Linked DNA regions of Sus scrofa: all the other regions are linked to region 2. Evidence: chromatin contacts called from public HiChIP or PLAC-seq data. All regions are on one chromosome and are shown on one strand. Each heading gives the region's core, a stretch centred on a gene start, on an enhancer-like site or on the middle of the called end of the contact. The rest is flanking DNA. Distances are from core to core; before and after follow the strand shown.

Region 1 (2,700 bases), core at 59-2,558, 260 kb after region 2:
AGTCCACACACTTATATGTTTATGTCTCTAAACCACCAATCAGGCAAAGAAGTGGCTTGAGAAGTAGCTACCAAAAAGAAGAGGGGGGAAAAAAAGGCTAATTCTCCATTTCCACAATTATTTCTCCCCTTCTCTTCCACATAAGCAGATGATATTGCTTCTCAGACAAAAAACCCAAAAAGCTTTTAATCCCTGTTCTGTGTAGTACAAGCCTCAATCTGTACAGCGCTGTGATAAATATTGTAAGATCCATTCATCCATCCAATTGATATCCATCTAATGTTTAGCTCATCCGTGGAAGGTACTATCTAAAGCAGAGTGCAGGCCTCCGCACACAAAACAGGGTCTATACTTTGTAAAAATTCACAGTTTGAGAGATAAGCAAGCTGAGTAGATATCTATGATTCAAGGCAATATGTTTTGAGTGTCACTTCAGGGCCACAAATCAGTGTAAAGAAACGAGGAATCACTCCTGGGGAACAGTGAGAGACAGCACTGCAGAGAACGCAGCATTTTGCCTGACTAGATACTATAGCAAAATCAAGACAGCTGTACCTAAACTAATTTTTATTTAGTTAGTTAGTTATTTTGGTCTTTTTAAGGCTGCTCCTGCGGCATATAGAGGTTCCTGGGCTAGGGGTCGAATAGGAGCTACAGCTGCCAGCCTACACCACAACCACAGCAACGCGGGATCTTTAACCTCCTGAGCAAGGCCAGGAATCGAACCTGTGTCCTCACGGATACTAGTGGGGTTCGTTAACCTCTGAGCCACAACGGGAACTCCCTAAACTAATTTAAATAGAACAAAAGGTATCTTAGCAGAATTAAATCTTGATGTGCTAACCTGGTATTGTGAAAAACATTATAATAATGTTAATATGGCCTGGCACATAACAGTGCTCCATAAATGCTAATATCCTTTTGTGGGTGTTTTTAAATTTTTTTAACCCTCAGGGAAGTAGTTCTCAAACTGGGGTCACCATTAGGATCATCAAGAGGGTTTGTTAAAAGAGCGCTAAACCCCATCCCCAGAGCCTCCAATTCAGACAGTCTGGGGTGGGGTCCAATACTCTGCATGTGTAAAGAATCCCCCATGATGCCACTGCTGCTGTTCTGGGGACCACACTTTGAGAAGCACTTAAGGAATAGCTGAGGGAATAGTTTAGGTGCTGTGTGAATCTGATTTTGCAATCATTTTTTCATTTCAGAGATCAGTTCCATAGGTCCCAGCTTTTAAACTGCACTTTTTTTCTTAAGGTCTTACTAAAGGAAAGGGGAACAAAAAGTAACACCACTTTATATAGACCTGACCTTTTGGTAAGCCTGCGCAGCAACTTCCCATGTGGAGTAAATTAATCTCTTTCATGCATGCTTTGTGCTCGGGAAAAAGTGAAACAGATTCTGTTCAACATTTACCAAATGCTTCTTCTGTTGCAGGTCCCTGTGCTAAAGCCCATCAGGACTCATCTCTGCCCTGAGGAGCTTACAGGGAGGGAGGTGGACAGCCCAGCAAAACAGTCACTAGAGTTCAACACGTTAAATGCTATAATGAGATATGTAAAACATTATGATGGATTGAGAGTTATGAGAGGGTGAAAGAGGAACAAACTCAAGCTGGCAAGCTGGGGAGGCAGTGGATGGAGAAGTCTTTCCTAATACAATGACCCATAGTTCTTTGAGCAGTGAATGTGAACAGGAGATTTTTAAACAGAAACTGGAAGGGCTTTCCAGGTGGAGGGAACAGCACAGCAACGTCAAGCACACGTTGCCTTCTAGGGCTGCCAACAGTTTTGTTCAGCAACATCACATCAGAAAGCCCTTTGTGTGCTTTGCTAATGAATTTGAATTTATGATAAACATAAGAATATTTTTGAAAAAACCACTCTGGCAGCTTCATATTGGAAGGGATTAGCCTGAAAGCAGGGCAATTGCTTGGGATATTTTTATTACAGTAAAAGTGAGAAAATGAGAGATCTGGAGAAGCTAACAATGCAGCAGTGAGGAGAATGGAGAAGAGAGGATGAGGTGAGATAGTAAGGCAGCAGACAATAGAGAAATTGGGTCATTTCTAGAAACTGAAAAGTGAGTGAGAGGGTGGAATCCATGAGAACTCTCATATTTCTGGCTGAGATGAAAGACTATCATTTACTGCTATGAAGAGTACAGGAGAAAGAACAGCTTCAAGGGGAAACTGTAGTTGAGGACATTGAAACTGACATGACCATGGGTCAACCAAGTAGACCTGGCCATTACACAGTTGAATATGTGGCCTTGGGCAAAGGAGGAAGGTTTTAAAACCCTAGGCTAATCCAAAGCCATCCCACAGAGGGCACAGAGGGAGCAGATCTATTACTAAGTTAATTATGGATGATATCTTCATTATAAGGAGAGAAGCAGCATCAGAAAAGTCTCCCCATTGCTGAGTGGTCACTTGCAGTGTTCAGTGCCTAAACTCACAGACCTTCTTAATAATGACCTTTTGTTCATTCCTGCATTCAGTACACCGAAAAAAGAAGGGAGATGTTGTGTGTCAAAGTCCTTTGCAAACTACAAAGCACTATGCAATATTTAAGGGAAGACACACAAAGAGAGGAGAAAGAAGAGGACAAATGACAAATTTCTCAGGGCTTAGCCAACATCTAAGTATTGAATCTAGTTCCTCCCTGGTTCTCAGTCAACCAGACATCCTCCGGTCCCTTG
Region 2 (2,700 bases), core at 27-2,526:
CCTATTTGGGAGGATTTGGAGCTAATCCACTGGGAGATGCAGGGGCTGATCAATTAGCCTTTCCCAGGTGCCTTCCTATCTTTATACATAGGGGATACTCTAGAGCAGGTCCCTGGGCTCTACAGGATAGTTTCTGGTGTCAGTGGAACATTCATAGTTACCTGCAGACTAAGTAGGAACATAGGATGCCAACAGAGGCCATCTTTTAGATTTCTGGAGGTCCAAACAGTTCCTGCTCAACTTCCCTGATTACACTGTGGATGGGTTAAGAGGAATAGGGAATAAAAAAAGGAGAGCAGAGTAGGGACACAGTATCTTGAGTCAAATAGTTACATACCATAGTGAACCATAAGAAAAGCTGCTTCATGCAGACATGGGAAAACTACAGCAGGCTTTGTTAGAGAGTTGTGGTTTTGGCTAGTGGGTAGTACATAATCTGAGAATATCACCAACAGTTTTAGGGATCCTATATCTTTTAGTACTTTCACATAAGTATATACATTTAAAGTAATTTCATGATAATAAAATGATGTTTTAAGAGTTCTAGTCTTTTAAGGTTACATCAACCCAGAAGATATTTTTTACATTTAAATACAGTGGTTTTTTTTCCTCCTGCAAAATGTTCCACTGATCTTTTAACAGCAATCAAATAAAAATTCATAAACGGCTATGCAAAAATCCATAAGCCAACTAGTCAGTGACAGAATAAGTGGGCTTTTTTTCTTAGCATTTTGGAAAATGTGATAAACAGTATTTGCTTTGCAAAACACAATTCAATATTTTATTTGTTTAAGGCAAGATAAAGGGTAACAACTCTAAATTTTGACTTCTGAATATCTGTGTTTGCCAAAAAGATGTTCATGCGTGTGGTTGAGGGAGAGTCTTTATATCATTACTTCTTTAAAATCTACTTCTATCTACTTCTTTTATTATCAAAGTTCTTTATTTTTTGTTTTCTACAGTCTCATATGCTATCATTCAGCTGAGTCAAACTCTTGGATATCTATCTATTCCCTATTTTTGGGCTGTAGTAACATTTGCTAAACAGAATGTCCAGAGCCTCTTCTTAAAGCACCACTAGCAGGCACTGTTAGAGCATTTTCATTCAAGTTTATTCTACTTGGGCAAAAAGGGAACAGTGGCTTACATCCACTGAGGATCAGTGAGCACAATCTCATAGCAACAGACACCAAAACAGTCCCTCATTACAAGCCTTGTCCAACAATCAAGTCTTTAACGAGAACAAAGGTTGACAGTGATTAATCATTAAGCAGTTCCTTGTTCCTTGATGCACGTGTTCTGAGCAGCCTCCTGCAGAGGCAGTCTGGCATATTTCCTGTCTCTGTACTCCACTGTGCCATGTCTGAAGGGACGCCCAGGCAGCCTTCTCACTATTTTAATTTCAAATGCTACAAACATCTACAGAGTTTCTATGTGCACATGTCTTGACTTTTATTCTGAGTCTGGCAGACTCTGAATGGATATAGAGAGTCAGAACATAATAAGCCGTTAACTCCACATCTGCTTACTAGATTATGTTCAAAGACAGTATAAGAAATTGATTAAACACTGTTTTCTGGAAGAAACCTTTGAAATCTGTTTCTTCAAGCAATGCAATGATAAGTTGGTGTAATTTAGTTGTGCAGTGAACATAAGATAACTTCGCTACTGTTTCTACATAAAAATAGCTTGTATGTTGACAAAACACCAGGCTTTGAAAAGCAATAAAAATATTTTCAAAAATTCTCTTTCAAATAATTCTGTTTCACAAGGCAATGGAGTTGTCATGTTAAATGACATCGTTATCATTTTATTCAGTGTGACTCTTCGTTGCATTTTTTAATTACTTGACTAGGAACTATTTCTTTTGGCTGGTCATGCAATGGTATATGCATTCATCTTAATAGATTGACTTGGATGTTCTATTTTTTTTCTCTATCACCACGTAAATAGCACTAATGATAACCATGTTACCTGTGAACTAGGAGGTCAGGTGAAGAGGGAAAATTAAGTATAAGACAGTTTCTAGGAGGTGAGGGGCAAGGATTGACAGCAATAACAACTACTTTAAAACCAAGGAAAGTCAGTTATAACAACAAATACGTTGCTTTTCCAAACATCACATCTAACAAAAACCAAAATGAAGTAACCCTCGAGCTTTTTGGTACCTATTAACTCCTTTTTTTCCAACTGGTTAGAATTAAGAAATAGCAGGTCTCCATTAGTTCAAGTAAAAGATTTCAACTAGAATGTGTATAACATAAAAACTAAAGTAGAAAATCCAATTATAAAGTATAAAATATGCAATTCTGCTGGTGTACTCAGCATTTTAGTATTCAGCTATAATTTCTTTAAGCTGAGTTGTATTTACCAGGGAAAGGAGAATGACAATGACATTCTACAAACAAAAAGACCACCTTATTATTGGTAATTAAGCTCTTCACCCAAATCTATGTGACAGGGATGCATAATGGTCGTTGACTCATGTTAAGATCAAAGCAGCCCATTAGGAAACCCCATTCAGAAAATGAACATCTTTTAACCAGAGCCTCCTGGGATCAACGTTTAAAACTAACAACAGTGAACTCTGAACTGTGAAGGAAAGCAATGATGAACTATAGGAGGCAAGTTTTCAGGGCTTGAGATGGTCTTAGGCAATAGTCTTACAAACCAACCAATCTGATTATTTTAACTCAATTC
Region 3 (2,706 bases), core at 3-2,502, 320 kb after region 2:
ACAGATCCTACATGTTCAAGCACTTTCTAACTCTTAAAAAATATGGGAATGGCAGCTGTTTCAAAGAGTAATCTGTGACCTGTAGGCATTCATTCTGAATTCTCTCTGCACTTTGGAGGATGAGTTGGTCTTAATTGTTATTAACTTTCAGATGTCTTGCTGCACATGGCTTTCAAACTCAGGCTTGGCTCATGTGTGAGCTGCAGTCTGAGATCGCATGTGTAATTACCTTCTAGAGGTAGTCAGAAACCATGACTAGACACACAGACAGTGGCATCATCCACTCTGCTCAAACCCAACTCCACCATATCTGACTGAGTGACCTGGCAGATCTCACACCTCAACTTCCTCATCTGTCAAATGGAAATAAGATCACACCAACCCACTTGATAATGTGATTACGAGGAAACTTGGGTTGATACTCCAAAAACACTTAGAAGAGTACCTGACATGTTAAACATTTAATCAATCTGATTAAAAAATATTGGACCAAAGGAATACCTCAAAGATCAGTGTTTCACAGCTGGTGCAGAGAACATTTAGCCATAGAAATATAAAGGGTTGAGGTCCTTTAAAAATGCATGCTCCCCACAGTTTAGTTCAACATTTACCAAATACTTGCTTATGTGATGTCTGACACTGTTATGACAATGGAAATACAAAGATAAATAAGGCACTTCTCCACCTTGAAGTAAAAATCTTAACAACTATGAAGCCCTATATTTTTTTCAAGGTAATGAGAAAACACCCACCATCAGCATAAAAAAATACATTCAATCTGGATCTGAATGCATTCAAAATCACTTTTCAGCAGAGTAGCAGGTCTCTCCCTTAAGCTCCATCTAAGATCTGATTCCAAAATAAGCAACAGCAAGGAGAAAAACTTAGACCAATCTTGGTTTCAGAGATGAATCTGCTTCTTTGATTCAGGATCAAGTTTCTTTTCATAACAACCTTGGAGCCCTCTCTCCCCAGACCTGCGGGTTGACTCACTAGACTCATAAGAAATAAAGGTAGCAAAGTGCAGGCTTTCATAAATTCAAAATGTTTTCTCACTTTGCCTTGTATTCTTACAAATTAATGAATTTTTTAAAAATTTAAAATTAAAAAAAAAAAAAAACACAAGACTGTCTTTTTCCAGCCTCCCTTTTCTAGATTTGATGTGCCCTGGGTGTCTGACATCCTCATTCCATTCATGATTTCCATTCTTTCTTGGAGAGTCATTGCTTCAAAATATGTGTGGGTGTGCTTCTGGGAGCTCAAGACACTCTATGTCCTCATCTTAGATGCAAATTCGGTGGTGCATTTGGGGCCCAGCTACTCCACTCTGTCAGCTGTGTGCCTTGCAGAACCCAGAGGTCAGGACAGTGGCTCAACACACTAGCAGAGTTAGCATAGGCCAATTCAAGCCTCTTACCAGTCTCTAAAATGAGTATAATAATACCCCAGAGAATAAACAGAGTTAACTTGTGTGTACACATTCGATAAACTGAAAATTTGCCATTCAAAAATAAAGACATTAGTAGTATTTCTCAGCTGCTCTGTATAGTATAAAAAAGCTACACTCACCTTATTTACAACACGGGGTTTCTGTGTGGACAATAATGGTTGTATACCTGTAGGATGATGATATGATGACTATTGCAAACCAGTTACCACTTCTGCCTGCCTCCTGAGAGAGCCTGCTATGCCTCCACTTCCTTCTGGCCCAGGTGCTCATCTCCTGACCCTTTCTTTCCTGTTTCTATGGCTAAAGAGAGATGATATTCTTCTTTTCCTCAAAAGAAGCCTTTCAGCCATTCCTCTTTCATTCTCAAGCCTCAATGACTTCTAACAAAATGATCACAATAGCTTCAAGGAACAGAAGATGCTGACATGGCCACCCTCCTCCTTAGAAGCATCAGAACCAGCATCTTGCACAGACTAACCAAAGCAGCACACAGCCTGGACCACTGTGCAGGCAGCCGTCCAGGCTCAGAGCAGCACTGGCAAAGGAGACCATCTTCTAGCTCTGAAGGTAACCGTTTGTTTAGGGTTATCATGTGTCACTTCTCAGAGTGTTTACTTCATTTTAATGAACCCAAATCATTCTCCAATCAGCCACCTTAAGGAACAAAGAACTGTACATTATTTATCACTAGTTAAATTGATCTCATTCTTTCATTTGTTTGTTGACTCTCTGTCCGTGCACCCTTTCTCATTAAAATATAGACATCATCCAACAAGAACTTTGCCTCTCCTAGGTGGCCCAAAGGCCTGACATAGGATCCAGCATACAGCAAGGCACTCAATGTATGTAACTTCTATGCCATTATCCTCCTCCTTGCACCAATATTTTCTATTCATGAGATATTGGGCTTTAGAATTTCAATCTGGAAACAATCTTTTTTTTTTTTAATACCCTGAGAGTCTGATTTCTAGGGCTCCTTTTTTTTTTTTTTTTTTTTTGTCTTTTTAGGGCCATACCTGAGGCATATGGAAGTTCCCAAGCTAGGGGTCAAATCGGAGCTGTAGCTGCCGGCCTACACCACAGTCACAGCAACGCCAGACCCAAGCTGCATCTGCGACCTACACCACAGCTCATGGCAATGCCAGATCCTTAACCCACTGAGCGGGGCCACGAATCGCACCTGCATCCTCATGGATGCTAGTCAGATTGTTTTCGCTAAGCCACGACAGAAATTCCAATCTGGGAACAATCTTAAA

Evidence for each region. HiChIP or PLAC-seq counts read pairs in DNA pulled down with a chosen protein or histone mark.
Region 1: an H3K27ac HiChIP or PLAC-seq map of alveolar macrophages shows a contact between it and region 2. The contact joins two enhancer-like sites. A contact is called at or near these places in 1 of 47 Hi-C or Micro-C datasets (embryonic fibroblasts) and 1 of 2 datasets of contacts at active chromatin or transcription factors (alveolar macrophages).
Region 3: a contact with region 2 is called in an H3K27ac HiChIP or PLAC-seq map of alveolar macrophages, with 6 times the contacts expected there. The contact joins two enhancer-like sites. A contact is called at or near these places in 1 of 47 Hi-C or Micro-C datasets (subcutaneous adipose tissue) and 2 of 2 datasets of contacts at active chromatin or transcription factors (alveolar macrophages and skeletal muscle).

Annotation. Positions count from the first base shown.
Region 1 is chr9:28,300,298-28,302,997 of Sscrofa11.1, forward strand. All of the region lies in intron 1 of MAML2 (mastermind-like protein 2), which reads right to left. Among named protein-coding and RNA genes, the nearest start is that of MAML2, 71 kb to the right of the region's middle. Within about 2 kb of position 1,309, at least 6 of the 83 cell types and tissues checked have an H3K27ac peak or open chromatin away from gene starts, as enhancers often do. A contact at or near this core is called in alveolar macrophages, where this site is marked.
Region 2 is chr9:28,037,230-28,039,929 of Sscrofa11.1, forward strand. All of the region lies in intron 2 of MAML2 (mastermind-like protein 2), which reads right to left. Among named protein-coding and RNA genes, the nearest start is that of MTMR2, 64 kb to the left of the region's middle. Within about 2 kb of position 1,277, at least 36 of the 83 cell types and tissues checked have an H3K27ac peak or open chromatin away from gene starts, as enhancers often do. A contact at or near this core is called in alveolar macrophages, where this site is marked.
Region 3 is chr9:28,353,464-28,356,169 of Sscrofa11.1, forward strand. All of the region lies in intron 1 of MAML2 (mastermind-like protein 2), which reads right to left. Among named protein-coding and RNA genes, the nearest start is that of MAML2, 18 kb to the right of the region's middle. Within about 2 kb of position 1,253, at least 10 of the 83 cell types and tissues checked have an H3K27ac peak or open chromatin away from gene starts, as enhancers often do. A contact at or near this core is called in alveolar macrophages, where this site is marked.